Regions from separate parts of the Rattus norvegicus genome. Here region 2 is linked to region 1. A link is a contact called in public Hi-C data. All regions are on one chromosome and are shown on one strand. Each heading gives the region's core, a stretch centred on a gene start, on an enhancer-like site or on the middle of the called end of the contact. The rest is flanking DNA. Distances are from core to core; before and after follow the strand shown. Region 1 overlaps LOC120100056 (a long non-coding RNA gene). Region 2 holds the start of Dusp5 (dual specificity phosphatase 5).

Evidence for each region. A called contact is a pair of places that touch in the nucleus more often than the background predicts.
Region 2: a Hi-C map of liver shows a contact between it and region 1, with 2.4 times the contacts expected there. The contact joins the promoter of Dusp5 here to the enhancer-like site in region 1. A contact is called at or near these places in 2 of 12 Hi-C or Micro-C datasets (kidney and liver).

Annotation. Positions count from the first base shown.
Region 1 is chr1:262,466,372-262,472,667 of GRCr8, forward strand. LOC120100056 (a long non-coding RNA gene) reads right to left here. Exons shown (of 3, transcript XR_005499740.2): 2 at 5,095-5,262; 3 at 3,897-4,187. It overlaps LOC102551352 (a long non-coding RNA gene), which reads left to right. Exons shown (of 2, transcript XR_351151.5): 1 at 1-1,224; 2 at 1,445-1,876. Among named protein-coding and RNA genes, the nearest start is that of Smndc1, 63 kb to the left of the region's middle. Within about 2 kb of position 4,515, at least 11 of the 93 cell types and tissues checked have an H3K27ac peak or open chromatin away from gene starts, as enhancers often do. A contact at or near this core is called in liver, where this site is marked.
Region 2 is chr1:262,538,669-262,545,106 of GRCr8, forward strand. It overlaps Dusp5 (dual specificity phosphatase 5), which reads left to right and starts at 5,106. Exons shown (of 4, transcript NM_133578.2): 1 at 5,106-5,658. The coding sequence starts at 5,280. LOC134485250 (a long non-coding RNA gene) reads right to left here and starts at 4,932. Exons shown (of 3, transcript XR_010063299.1): 1 at 775-4,932; 2 at 338-438.

The sequences.
Region 1 (6,296 bases), core at 3,265-5,764:
CGCGAGGGTAACGCTTGCTCTCTCTTCCCCACAGACAGCCTATGGTTCTCTCAGCTCTCAGGGATTATACCATGGAGCTCAGTCCCTCACAGACACACAGAGGAGAGCCCTGTGCACACAGCTCTGTTCACCTTCAGGCCGGCATCCTCCCAGTCCCTCCCTCCCAGGACGCCAGGTCCAATCCTTGTGTGAGGAGATACTCTGACCGTCCCTGGCAGCTACACTGCCTGCCCACCACCTCTGCTGGTGGGGTGTAGGCTCCAAAGCTTCACAGACCCAGAACCTCTGTAGTCTTGATAAACCCCAGACACAGGTTACTCTCTAGGGAACTCATTTGGGCTGCAGCTGTATTCATGGAACACACATCGTATCAGCAGCTCATGCCTCCCTGGAGCTGAACTGACAGATCTGTATGGTGGGGCTGTGGCTGTTCCTTAACAGGTAGGTACCCTGGAGCCCTGGCCACTGTGCTCAGACTCGGGTCACTGCTCCTCTTCTCAGCAGTCTTTCAGCCTGGAAGAGTTTGGCCTTGAGTTAATGGGTCCAGTGCTCTCAGCCCAAAGCCTGAGGGGTGGGAAGAAAAACCAAGCCAGTTGGAGCCTGGGTTCCAGAAAACACGTCCCCATAACTGATCTGAAGAAGGGAAGTGCAAGCCAGTCCACCGCCCTGGAAGTCTGTCCACTGCCGGTTGCCCCACCTCAAGGCTCCAGTGTGGTTTTTGAAGGTTTAGCTTATCATGCTTGGCCTGACATCCCTCCCCTCTCCCTGCCTCATTCAGGCGCTCGCCACATAAGACCCGTTCTTCAGGTCTTTCAAGGATTGAGAAGCCAACGGTCAGTCTGTGACGGGGAGGACAAAGCTGGAAGCTCAGAAGGTGGGAGCAGGAAGAGCTTTCTCTTGTCTGCTGCAGCATAAGTGCAGTTATGTGATTCCCTCCTCTCAGTGACGGCTTTTCCTAGGTTTGCTGTAGTGGTAACCAACATGGCTCCCGGCTCCGGGCTTCCATCCAAAGCTAAGAAAGGGTATGCTGTAAGCCGACACCTTTGGTCCTAAGCTCTGAAAATGACCTCCAGAGCCACCTGTGGGGCCAACTTTAGAGCTGACCAGTCCCAATGCTGTGTCTGGAGCTAGAGTAGGTGAGGGGCACAGCTCTCCCAGAGTTAATACGATCATTCTCACCAAAGGACTGGATGGACCCAGAACAGCCAGAACAAGGCCCCAGAAGTAAGTACTCTTTGAATTTTAATAAGTGCACAAACCTCTTGGGGCTCTTGTTAAAATGCATATTCTAGTTTAATAGTTCTGGGACAGGGACCAAGAGCCAGCAAATTTTTAACCTTTTTTTTTTTTTTCATTGATTTGTTGGAGGTGGGGCATGGTGTAAGCATGTGTGTGGGTCAGAGGGCAGTCTTCCTCATCATCAGTTCTGTCTTCTACCTCACAGGTTCTGAGGGCATGAGACCTCTTCCCATGGAGCCATCTCGCCAGCACAAAGAATCTGACTGTTTACACGACTCCGTGCTGGCACTCGTGGGGGTCAAGGAGCTCCCCCAGCCTTTGGAGTTCAGAGCTGAGGTGGAACACAGTGTTGTTGGAAGAAGGCTAAAAGACTGATGATCTCTGGCTTTGTAATCCTAACCGTACTTGGGGCTAGAAGCTAATGGTTTCTGTAATCTTAACACTCTCTTGCTTATTCTGTGGCTGAAAACCACCCGCTTTTTTTCTCTTCATATTTGTGCTTTAATAAGCGCTGGGGGAAACTTTGTGCTTAAATGAGTGCAGAAACTCAACTTGTTATTACTAATCCTATGCTTTAATAAGCACTGAGAAATGAGCTCTTCATTACTGTCCTGTGCTTAAATAAGTGCTGAAAACTTAACTTGTTGACTCTTTTATTATTTGTGCTTAAATAACCAGTAATTTCTGGCAAATTAGCATATGTCGTTTAGCCACGGGGAATTAAGTAAAAGGGTTTATTGCTAGAGCCCCTTTCTCTGGCGAGTCAGTTCTGGCCAGGTGAGAGGCTTGGAGCTTGTTAGCGCTTTTCTGAACCAGAGAGAAAAAAAAAAAAAAAAAAAAAAAAGGGAAAGAAGTCACTCACACAGACAATATGCACACCACCGGGAGAAGCAGAAAACAGCTACAACACTTCTTTTTATTGCTTTCAAACTTTTTATAGCTTTTAGACAAAGAAGTTCCTATGTAAGAAAAAAAATTACCTCATAGATAAAATGTTACATAAAAGGAGAGTAACAGAAGGATACCAACAACAACTTCAAAGCAGTGTTTCATTCTGTAAGCTCATTATAAGTTCAAAGCAACAGTTTCACATGGCCTTGCCTTATCATAATACACACCTGTGGTTTCGTCTTTGGTTCTAACTTAGAATGAACGTTTTTCCTTGATCACAAATGTGTCCCAAAACCATTTGTCTTTTTAATGCGGTCATGAAAATTCATTGTATTTCTTATTATGCAGCCTTTACTTACTATTATAAGTAGTGGGCACATTCTATACTTAATTCTAATTTTATTATATCTTTTTTTGGCAAAACAACTAAAACCATCTCTTAAAGCTTTCTTCCTAAAATTATTCGAAACAGATCAGTAATTCTATAAAATCATTAATCCATCTAAACAGCATTAATTCATGAAAGTTCACCTTTATGTTGATCTACAGGGAATCTGCTCAGTAGGGTGGGCTGATGCCCAGGGATTAGTATATTAATCTAACAATGACAGGAAAGGCATATCAGCTACAAGAAGCAGTCCTGAGATGCAGTCTCTCGGGACCTTGCCTCTCAGAGTTCATCCATCATAAGCCGCGCAAAGACAGTGGGCCGCCTTCAGGAAAGTCACCTGACAGCCTTAGCCTTCCCTAGATGACTCCTGACAGGCACTGCCCTCTTAGGAACCACATTCAGGGTATCAAGGTAATACCTCTAGCTAATTCCTCTTCACAAATATCCTTAATGCTTGTGTAATAAGTAAGGGCAAACTAAGGAGCTAATGGGACTTCCTGCACCCCAAAGCCATTAGGGTGGCCTCACTAGGTTATGGCAGGAAGGGCAAGTGTTCCTTCTCATTCTTATCGTGCAAATGAGAAAAATGGACGCTCGAATAAATTGCATGACTTTGCTGAGTCGCCCACCTGCTTCGAAAGATAGTTCAGTTCTGATCCCACCACCCCCTTTTATAGGGACAGACAGAGGGTCTTTGTGGGACCCTCTCCAGGTTTCTGGAAGCTCCTGAAGATCTGCCAGGGAAGGAAAAGAGAAGTGAACCCCCATGTATAATCACACTTCCCCAGGGTTGGAAATTTCCAGGGTGACAAGTAGAGAACTGCGTCATCTGGACTTGGTGACTTCCTGGCTGTGCTGCTTGAAAAATCAAACTCTCAAAGGCCAAAGGTCATCTTGGCACACTCCACCTACCACTACTGCTGGAGCTATTTTTAACCTTGGGTCCCTTCTGGTTCATTCCTCCATGATCTCCCAGTGCTGGTTGTTCATGGTTACCCTCTCACCCAGGGTAGGGCCAGTCACACCTGAGTTGCAAGTAAGATAATGTGAAGCCTGCTACACCTCAAAGGGTGGGGCCAGGCAAGTGCAAGTAATTTTCAGGAGGACTCCTTGGAGATCTATATGGACTGGCAAAAAAAGATCAGACGCACGGTCCAAATGTGGAACCCGATCTGGGGGGGCGGAGCCTCACTTGTTGTGGGTTAAATTTTGTGTCATCATAATTCATGGATTGAACTCCTAGCCTTCCACACCTCAGAATGCAGCCTTGTTTGGAAACAGGCTTTTTTTGGTGGGGGGGAGGCAAAAAACTTGTTAGTCTTACCTGTTCTTTTGAAAGTCCTGATGAACCAAAGAAGACTCTCACAACTTAACATTTAATTGCTCCTTAATTGTGTTGTTATTGTCATTGTGGTTTTACATGTCCTGAGGGTTGGACTATGTCTTCTGTTTTCTCTGGTCTGAGAGCTTCAGACCTATTCACTTAGACAAGCCTGCATTTGGCTGGCCAGATTTTAGGAAATAATAGCATGCACGGGTTGATTTATTGGTGCACACCTCCCAGAAGCACCCCAACAGATATTCTCTGGGCAGCAGAACCCCCAGCGCAAGCTGGAGTCACGGTATCTCAGAATCATCCCAGGTGAGTAAAGTTTCTAGAACTTTCCTGAAAATAAAATATCAGAAATTGGGTGAAGAAGGGTTTTCTGCCATTGGTGAGAGAACTGCTGAGCTCTGGGGGGTCCACTGTGTAGTTTCCAGGAAAATTTGGGGCTGACAGGACACTAAGGGTTACCTCAGAAGTTCCCTCTCCTCTCCCTGCCTCTTTCTCACTCAGAGGACATTTTCTGACTTGTTTACTACAAGTTGAACCCAGATAGAGGCTGGGCGGGCTGGGGAGGGGCATGAATCACCACCATCTCCATGGGAAACACGGCACACCACACCAGCCCAGCCCAGCCACTCCTAAGCACGGACCCTGCCCTTTAGCATACACACATCATCTGAGCAGTCACATTGTGGCTGAGCCAGACCCACAGCCAATGAAAGGGCATGTCCTGTGGGCACACGGAGCCTCGCCCATTCTGACTTCGGTACCATGCTCTTCTCGCCCCAACCAGTTCCCTGACTACAGCATTCTCCTCTCCATGCGCAGTTCAGGACATCAGCTGGTCCTTACAGCAATCCTGCAGTTCACATCCACAGTTCTTTACTGGCCCAAGTCTGAGTCTCCCATGCTAGCCACAAACTCACTACACGGCTGGGAATGAGCTTGAACCTTCTAGTCTTCCTTCCCCCACTCGCTGACTGCTGGAACACAGGCACGGGACACTGCTCCTGGATTATACAGTTCTAGGGATCAAACCTGGGACTCTGTGCATGCTAGGCAAGCATTCTACCAGCTGAGCTACATCTCCAACATTCCACCTCCCCTCTTGTCCCACGCAGGCACAGACTCAGATTTGAACCCGACTCTGGCACCAACTGGTTGCTTGGCCTTTGTGAAGCTAGTTTACTCTTTTTTGTGCCCCCGATTCCTCAGCTATGAAGGGAGGCCAGCCATAAATACTTACCCCATCCCGTGGTGAAGAGGTTCAAACGAGAAGATTTGCGTCACCATGCTCGGCACTGTGAGTGGCTCTCTCAGGCACATACCCCGTTTTCCTGTGATGGCAAGTGATGAACAGCCTGGGCTTGCGTAGTGTGGCAGAATGCTTATGCAGAAGCCAGGATGTGCATTCCTATTGCGAAGCAAGGAGGTATGACATCAATCTTACCTGCTTTTCTGAAGTTTTGCAGCCTGTGACTTTTTGCTCAGGAATTTGCACTGATACAAGGGGACTCATTCATCCTCCAAATATGCCCTGAGCACCTGCTAAGGAGGTGACGTGTTCATGGCAATTCTGTGAGCAGAACTGGGGGATGCGAGGGAGAGGCAGTGACTGGCAGTCGTTCAAATTTCCTTTCATCCTTTCCCCTAGGTAAGGGCAGATTTGTCACCTACTTCTACAGAGTGTGTCTGGCGTTGCCTCAGGGAATGTCCAAGGAGCTGAGGGCAGAGAGACCTGTAACCAGGGAGTTGAACCTGCCTTGAGCTGGGATCTCAGTTTCTTCCCCTCCTAACTCTTGGGCCCATAGGAAAGCCAATTATACTCATGGAAACCCGGTTTCCGTTATTAAATAACATAATGCCTAGGTCAGACTTTCCACACTGCTTTCAACTCTTTGTTGGTCCCTCATGCTAACTAACTATATGCTTTCATTCATTCATTCATTCATTCATTCATTCATTCATTCATCTCTCAAACATCCTCCAAATGATCCAACATTACTTTGATTACTATCTTTTGGTAGCTATAGAAGGAGTTGAGGGGATAAGGGAACACTGAGAAATTCTGCCTCTAGGACCCCAGAATTCAACAGTGAAGAAACCTCAGTTTACCTTATACCCTTCCATGTACTGATGTGGGTCTGGCAATCAGAAGCCACTGACAAGGGACTAACCCTTTCTCAGTCAAACCCAGTGGACAAGTGGCTCCTAGGATCTAGGCTACAAGTAGCCTAACCTCTGGGCAGGTGCCCGGGGTAGACATTCCCCTCCTGTTGGACAATAGCCAGCGGGAACCCAGCCCTTCTACCTGAACTCATGACCTGTGTTTCCTGTCTCTTATCAGAAGATTGGTTCTAAAAGGAGGGCTGGGTGGGCTCCCCAGGGCTCACTCACAGTTCAGACAGGAAGTAGGTGGGAGAGTTCCCAGACACATCCCACTCTTTC
Region 2 (6,438 bases), core at 3,856-6,355, 73 kb after region 1:
TTATCCTCTTTCCCCTCTCTGTGCAGCAGCAAATCCTCCCTGGGTTTCTACCTTTCTTCCAGGCCTCCCTGGTAGGACCTAGTCACCACAATTCCCTAACAGGAGAGAGAGGGTCACTTAATTTGAAGGCGTTGGTTTGCGGGATGTACCCGTTGCACGCCTCCTGTACAGTGAGCAAGTCGGCATGTTTCTGAGAAAACGAACCACTTTGCAAACAGTGGACTTCATTGTCATTCGGTTCTAAGATCCAGGGGCCTAGACTGCAGGGCCTCGACAGGGAGGGAAAGCAGACACCATAAATAGACAAAGTAAAGATTAAACAAGGGGCAACAGAGACCCGAGAGCAATCCAGATCTTTGGTTCTTAGTGCAATTCCTGTTCCTTCTAACACTGAAGTCAAGCGTCAGGTCCGGATCTGCCGGTGTGAAGAAGCCGTACCTTAAAAACAAAACAAAGGCACTGAGAGATGGCTCAGGGGATAGAGGTGCTTGCCACCAACCCTGAGGACCTGAGTTCAATCCCCAAGAGCCACATGGTAGGAGAGAATTCCACAGGCATGTTGTCCCCCACCAGTAGATAAACGAATGTCATAAAAAGTTGAAAACAAAACCCCGCACATTTTACCTCATTGGCGAGCACGCACTGCTCTTACAAGGAGAAAGAAAGAACTGAATTAACTGAGGGCCAAGGCAAATTCATCTTCCCAGAACTGGGGCTCATGGAGGCCCTGGGCTCACCCCCAGGATTGCTCTGGGCTCTGACCTGTGGACACACCTTTTAAACCATTTCCACCATCTGCCAGGCCCACCTAGGGATGTGAGCTGTTTTCTAAAGAGAGACCCACGACGTTGTCAAAGGCCTTCCAAGTCCAGGACACTGAGGTACACAGAACGAGGCTCCAACAAAGGCCGGAAACCCTCAGAAAATAGGAGCTCACTCTGAAGACAGCTGGCTCAGGGAAGAAAATAACAAAGGGGACAGGATCCGGCCTCGTGGACACATCATAGTAAACTCTTTTGCCTTCAGTACACCGTCACATTTCAGTGCAGCGGGGGACGGTCTTGGTTTTTATGCCACTAGACCTGTCCTCTCCTTCGGCTGAGACCTGTGAGTGTGGGCTACGGATCCTCCATCTTTCCTCCTTCCCGATGTCTCCGGCTTTGGTTTTTGTTGCTTGCTCTCTGAGTGCCTTAGGGCCAGCTGCTTCATATCTCTCAGCAAGCCCTGACTGACAGGCACTCTGTGAGGGAGGCATCAGATAGGCTCTGTGGCAGGAGCCGTAAGAATCTGGGGAAGCGGGCGAGCTGAGCTATGTTCTCTTAAAGGCGCTGCAGCGGTTGGAGCTGTGCAGAGGTGACGGATTCTTACTCGGGGACAGGAGAAAGGCGGTCAGATGGCACTGGATCTGTTACTTGTTGGAGGCAGGTTCTCCCTTTGAAGCTCTGACTGGCCTGGAATTCCCTCTATAGCCCAGATTCCTCCCAAACTCACAGAGACCTGTCTGCCACTCCCCGAGTACTGGGATTAAAGGTGTGTACCACCATGCCCAGTGGAATTTGGATTTTTTTTTTTTTTATCTGCAGGCCATCAGAGGTTTTTGAGACAAGCAGGCAGGCCCTCTGTTCAAATTCATTCTTAAAACTAGGCCGCAGAGGATAAGGAATCCATAAGACTTGGAAACGGGAACACGAAATGCTAGTCTTGTGGGGTCTGGGAAGGGCAGCAGATCTCTTTCATTCCAGCTGTGAGCAGCATCGGCTACATGATGGATGGGACCAGACTGCAAATTAAAAGTTCAGGGTCTTAACCGTTTCCAGACGAGCGCGTAGGATTGAAACTCTGGAGCGTGCTTCCAAATACAAGGCTGTATGGAGCAACAAGCTATGCTGGCGAAGCCAGCCCTTGTTCCATGATGAAGAGTGAAAGTCAGAAGACAGACCGACACAGCAGCCTTGGGCCCTGGGAAGACAAGAAACAATGTACCTTTGTGCCTTGCTTTGCAAGACCTTTGTGCCTTGGTTCCTGGGCTACCCTACTGTTTACCGGATGCCCTTCAAAGAAGCTACCACAAGCTCTAACTTGATAGTGTGTCTACACCTCATCTCCCTCCTTCCCTTCAGTCCCTAACTCTGTTGCTATAGGGTCTGTCGTAGCACTACCATTCACTCAGGCATTGATTAACAACTTTGATGTCACCTCCCATGAGGTCCTGCTCCCCTTGTGTCTCCATCACAACCCTGTGTCTCCACCACATCCCTCTGTGTTCATCACAACCCTGTGTCTCCACCACATCCCTGTGTCTCCACCACATCCCTGTGTGTCCATCACACCCCTGTGTCCATCACACCCCTGTGTATCCATCACATCCCTGTGTCCATCACATCCTTGTGTCTCCATCACACTCGTGTCTCCATCCCGTCCCTGTGTCCATCACACCCCTGTGTGTCCATCACACCCCTGTGTGTCCATCACACCCCTGTGTGTCCATCACACCCCTGTGTGTCCACCACACCCCTGTGTCTCCACCACATCCCCTTGGACCTTTACTTTCTAAATCTCCTCCCATTCGTGTGGCGTTTTCTCAGCTATGACCACTGACTGCCAAGTTCAAGCAAGTCTTTACCAGCTCAGGCTGTATTAGCTACACAAACCCACTGTCCCTCTCCCTGACCTCAGTCTGGATCCCACCCCCACTCTCAGATAAATCCTCCATCCTCCACAGACCCTCTTCACTGATGACCCCATACCGCAGTCCAGTCACTATGACCCAGTGCCTAAGATCCAAACGTCTTAAGTCCTCTTTAGTCTTTAAGAATGGGACAAGTTTTCTTTGGCTACTGTGGGAAGAGGCAAACGGCTGGGCAGTATAGAGTAGCATATGCAATTGGAGACAATGGGCCTCGTGGGGCAAGGTGACAGGATATTTCCTTTGTTGTACCTTCCAGCTATATAATTCATGCTTCTTGAAGGAGGGCAGTCCAGATTGACCGCTGTGCGACTCTAGGGCCTTACTGTGAGCCACCGAGAACTGAACTTCCAGTTGAGCGATCTCTGCTGTGTAGATCAGGGAAGTCTGGTCCTAAGTGAGGGTCTCAGGGTGCTAGGCTGTGTACCTATGTGGTACCATTCCAATCTGACCTGGCCTCCATGATGATTTCAGGCAGCCTGCAAGCTCTCTAGGAAGAAAACTCCACCCAAAAATATGTTTCCATGGGCGGTGGGGATGGTGGCTGAAGGCTCAGAACCTGAGTTTGATCTCCAGGTCCCGCATGGTGGAAGGCAAGAAAGGGTCCCTTGTAAGCTGTCCTCCAACCTCCACACAGGCACCCCAACGTACAAGCAAACAAAGTAAGTAACATTAACATTCGTTCGAACAAAACCGTGGATTTACGGACGTCTTCATTTCTCTCTACTGAGCAGGAGTCTTTCAAACACCTCCGGTACTGAACAGACTGGGTTGTTTGTTTCCTTCACAGCAAGTGGTTTCTACCCATTCTTGGAAGTTTGTCTCAGCTCTCGCCGAGAAACTTTCTCTAGCCTCCACTTCCACCGCAGCCCACACACCATGGGTGTGCAGACACAGACACTTAGAGAGGCCCCAGACTGGATCAGGCCTCCTCCCTGGGCTGATGGAGTAGAGTCCTGCTTACAGTGGTGTCACCAAGCACCTAACACAAGACTGGCCCCTGTGGGTGCTAAGCATTATCTGTGAGGCCCCAGAATGAAACTGGCGAGGGTGGAGACTGCTAGCAACATCTTTGCATGGCTTGGTTTTTTTTTTAAGACAGGATCTATATTGCTTAGATTGGCCTCAGTTTTGTGATGCTTTTTTTCCCACTCAGTCTCGAAAATGTTGAAAATGCTAGAATTACAGAGTCTATAATGATTGAATTGACTGCTTGAATGAAGAAATGACCCAGAAGCAATGCCAGCCATTACTGCTGTTGGGAATGATTGATTTGATCTCAGAAATTAGATTTCTGCTTTCTCCTAAAGGTCTCATCCCCTGTAGAGTTGTAAATGGATGCAAGGGTTTTCTTCATGAAGAGATAACAGTGAAATAGTTGGCAAAGGGCTTGGAGGCAGCAATGCATTTGCATCCCACGTGCCCTGACAGCTAGCAGAGCCCTCAATAAATACTCGCAGAGCAGACGAATCCGGGAATGGGGGCGGGCAGCACGAAGCTCCAGAGAGAATGGTGGGGGCAGACAGCCTGGGATTACACTTTATCCACCATAATCCCACAAATCCAGAAGCCACCTGGACAACAGTTTACTGGACTGAGCCTCACAGTTGCCCACAGGCTTCCCAGAACCACAGAGTCCCGGAGTCAGTGCATTGCTCCTGTGTGTGTGTGTGTGTGTGTGTGTGTGTGTGTGTGTGTGTGTGTGTGTGTGTGTGTGTTTTGCTCTGAGGCAGCATTCACTATGAAGCTCTGGTGGTATACTGTCCCTATCTTTGGAGAGAGACAAAAGGGGGCCGTCAATCCATCCGAGGCAGAATCCACTTGAAGTCTCTGTCTCACCCATTCACAACTCCTCCTTTTTACTCTCAGGAACTTTTATCACGGAAAATTAAAAGATAGCAAAAGCGGGGGTAGCATGTTAGAAGCCTCCAGCATCAAGATGACCAAGCCACGCCGCATCTCGGCTCATCTCAGATGCTATCTCCTTACAAGTTCAGACACAACAGCGAGCGACCGGAATCCGGGATTCACCCGGAGGCCCAAGGGGCTCCACGGCGCGGCCCCGGTCAGGTTCTAACCGAATTTGCTTCCTCCTCTTCCCGCATGGCGTGGGTCACCTCGCCCTGGTGGCGTTCCTGACACCCCACCGGTAGTCCCGGGTGATGTGTCAGTGAGTCTCTCTCCGCGCGGGGCCCCCGAGAGAGACAGCGGGCGCCCGCCACTTCCTTTTTCTCGCTCTGACTAAGACGCCCTCGCTCGAGCCTGCTCCCCGGGTGGAGGCGGGTGCCCGCACGCCCCGCCCAGGGGCGTGGCCAGGGCAGAGGGGCGGGGAAACACCCATATTTGGCCTTATATGGGCACTCACGTCACAGGACGCGCACTCATTCACATAAAACGCAGCGCTGCCGGCGGAATCCCCAGCTTTCCGGGGCAGCGAGTGGCGGGGCCGGGTGCTGAGCGAGCGGGGCGTGGAGAGCGTCGCGCGGCCCCTCGCGCCGGGCTCCGTTTGCAGGCCACAGCCCCCGCGAGGTGGCCCGCCGGCCCTGGGCCGCCCGTCCTCTGGCAGCTGTGGTGAGCGCAGCGTCGGGCCGGCATGAAGGTCACGTCGCTCGACGGGCGCCGGCTGCGCAAGATGCTCCGCAAGGAGGCGGAGGCGCGCTGCGTGGTGCTCGATTGCCGGCCCTACCTGGCCTTCGCCGCGTCGAGCGTGCGCGGCTCGCTCAACGTCAACCTCAACTCCGTGGTGCTGCGGCGGGCCCGGGGCGGCGCGGTGTCTGCGCGCTACGTGCTGCCCGACGAGGCGGCCCGCGCTCGGCTGCTGCAGGAGGGCGGCGGCGGCGTGGCGGCGGTGGTCGTGCTGGACCAGGGCAGCCGCCACTGGCAGAAGCTGCGGGAGGAGAGTGCCGCGCGCGTCGTCCTCACCTCGCTGCTGGCCTGTCTGCCCGCCGGCCCGCGGGTCTACTTCCTTAAAGGTGAGCTTGTTCGGGAGCAGGCTGCCCCTTGCCACCCTGTGCAGGGACACCGGGGCCCCAGGGTTACCTTCCTGCCTAGGAACTCTGCACCGGAGAAAGTCACCACTTGCGGGAGTGTGCACCCGGGGTTTGACGTGCGCTTGGGAGGTCTTTGCAAACGTCAGCTCCCAGGGCTTCCTTCTCCCCACCCGCCTTTCCTCGAAAGCTCTGGCATCCTCTCTGTCCTCTGGTCTGGGTGGGCTGAGAAGGTGCTGCGGGCGATGCTCCCTAGCCGTTCCGGGGGCCCAGAGCTCATGCTGGTCTCTGGCGCCGTTTGCAGACCGCGGGAGTGTGGGGGGCGGGTCGGAACCTTTCTGTACAGATCTGGCGTGATCAAACAGGTCGAGACCCTCACCCAGGAGAGTGGCGCCGCGGCGTCCCCTTTATTCCCGCCTAGACAATTAGAGTGCGTTAGGCTGTGTCTTGGTGGGCCTCTTGCCTTTTTGACCCTGGCAAGTCCCTCCCCTTCCTCTCCCTTTATTGCTTTTTATTGTTAGCCTCCAGCCTCCTCCTCCTCCCCCATCTAGGCCGTTCTCAAGCTTAATTTGGGAGCTGACTGCTTTCCCTCTCCTTTCATCCCCCTCTTCCCCAGCAGGGGATTATCCCTGGGGCTGCCTCCGAGAGACTACCAAGACTACCAACAGGCCAGCCTAGTTAGGAGAGGTGCCACGGGGGCTGTAAGATACGAGGAGATTCTGTGGCCTTTGATTTTAGGCCTTCAAGAGCCGCCTCCAGGCCCAA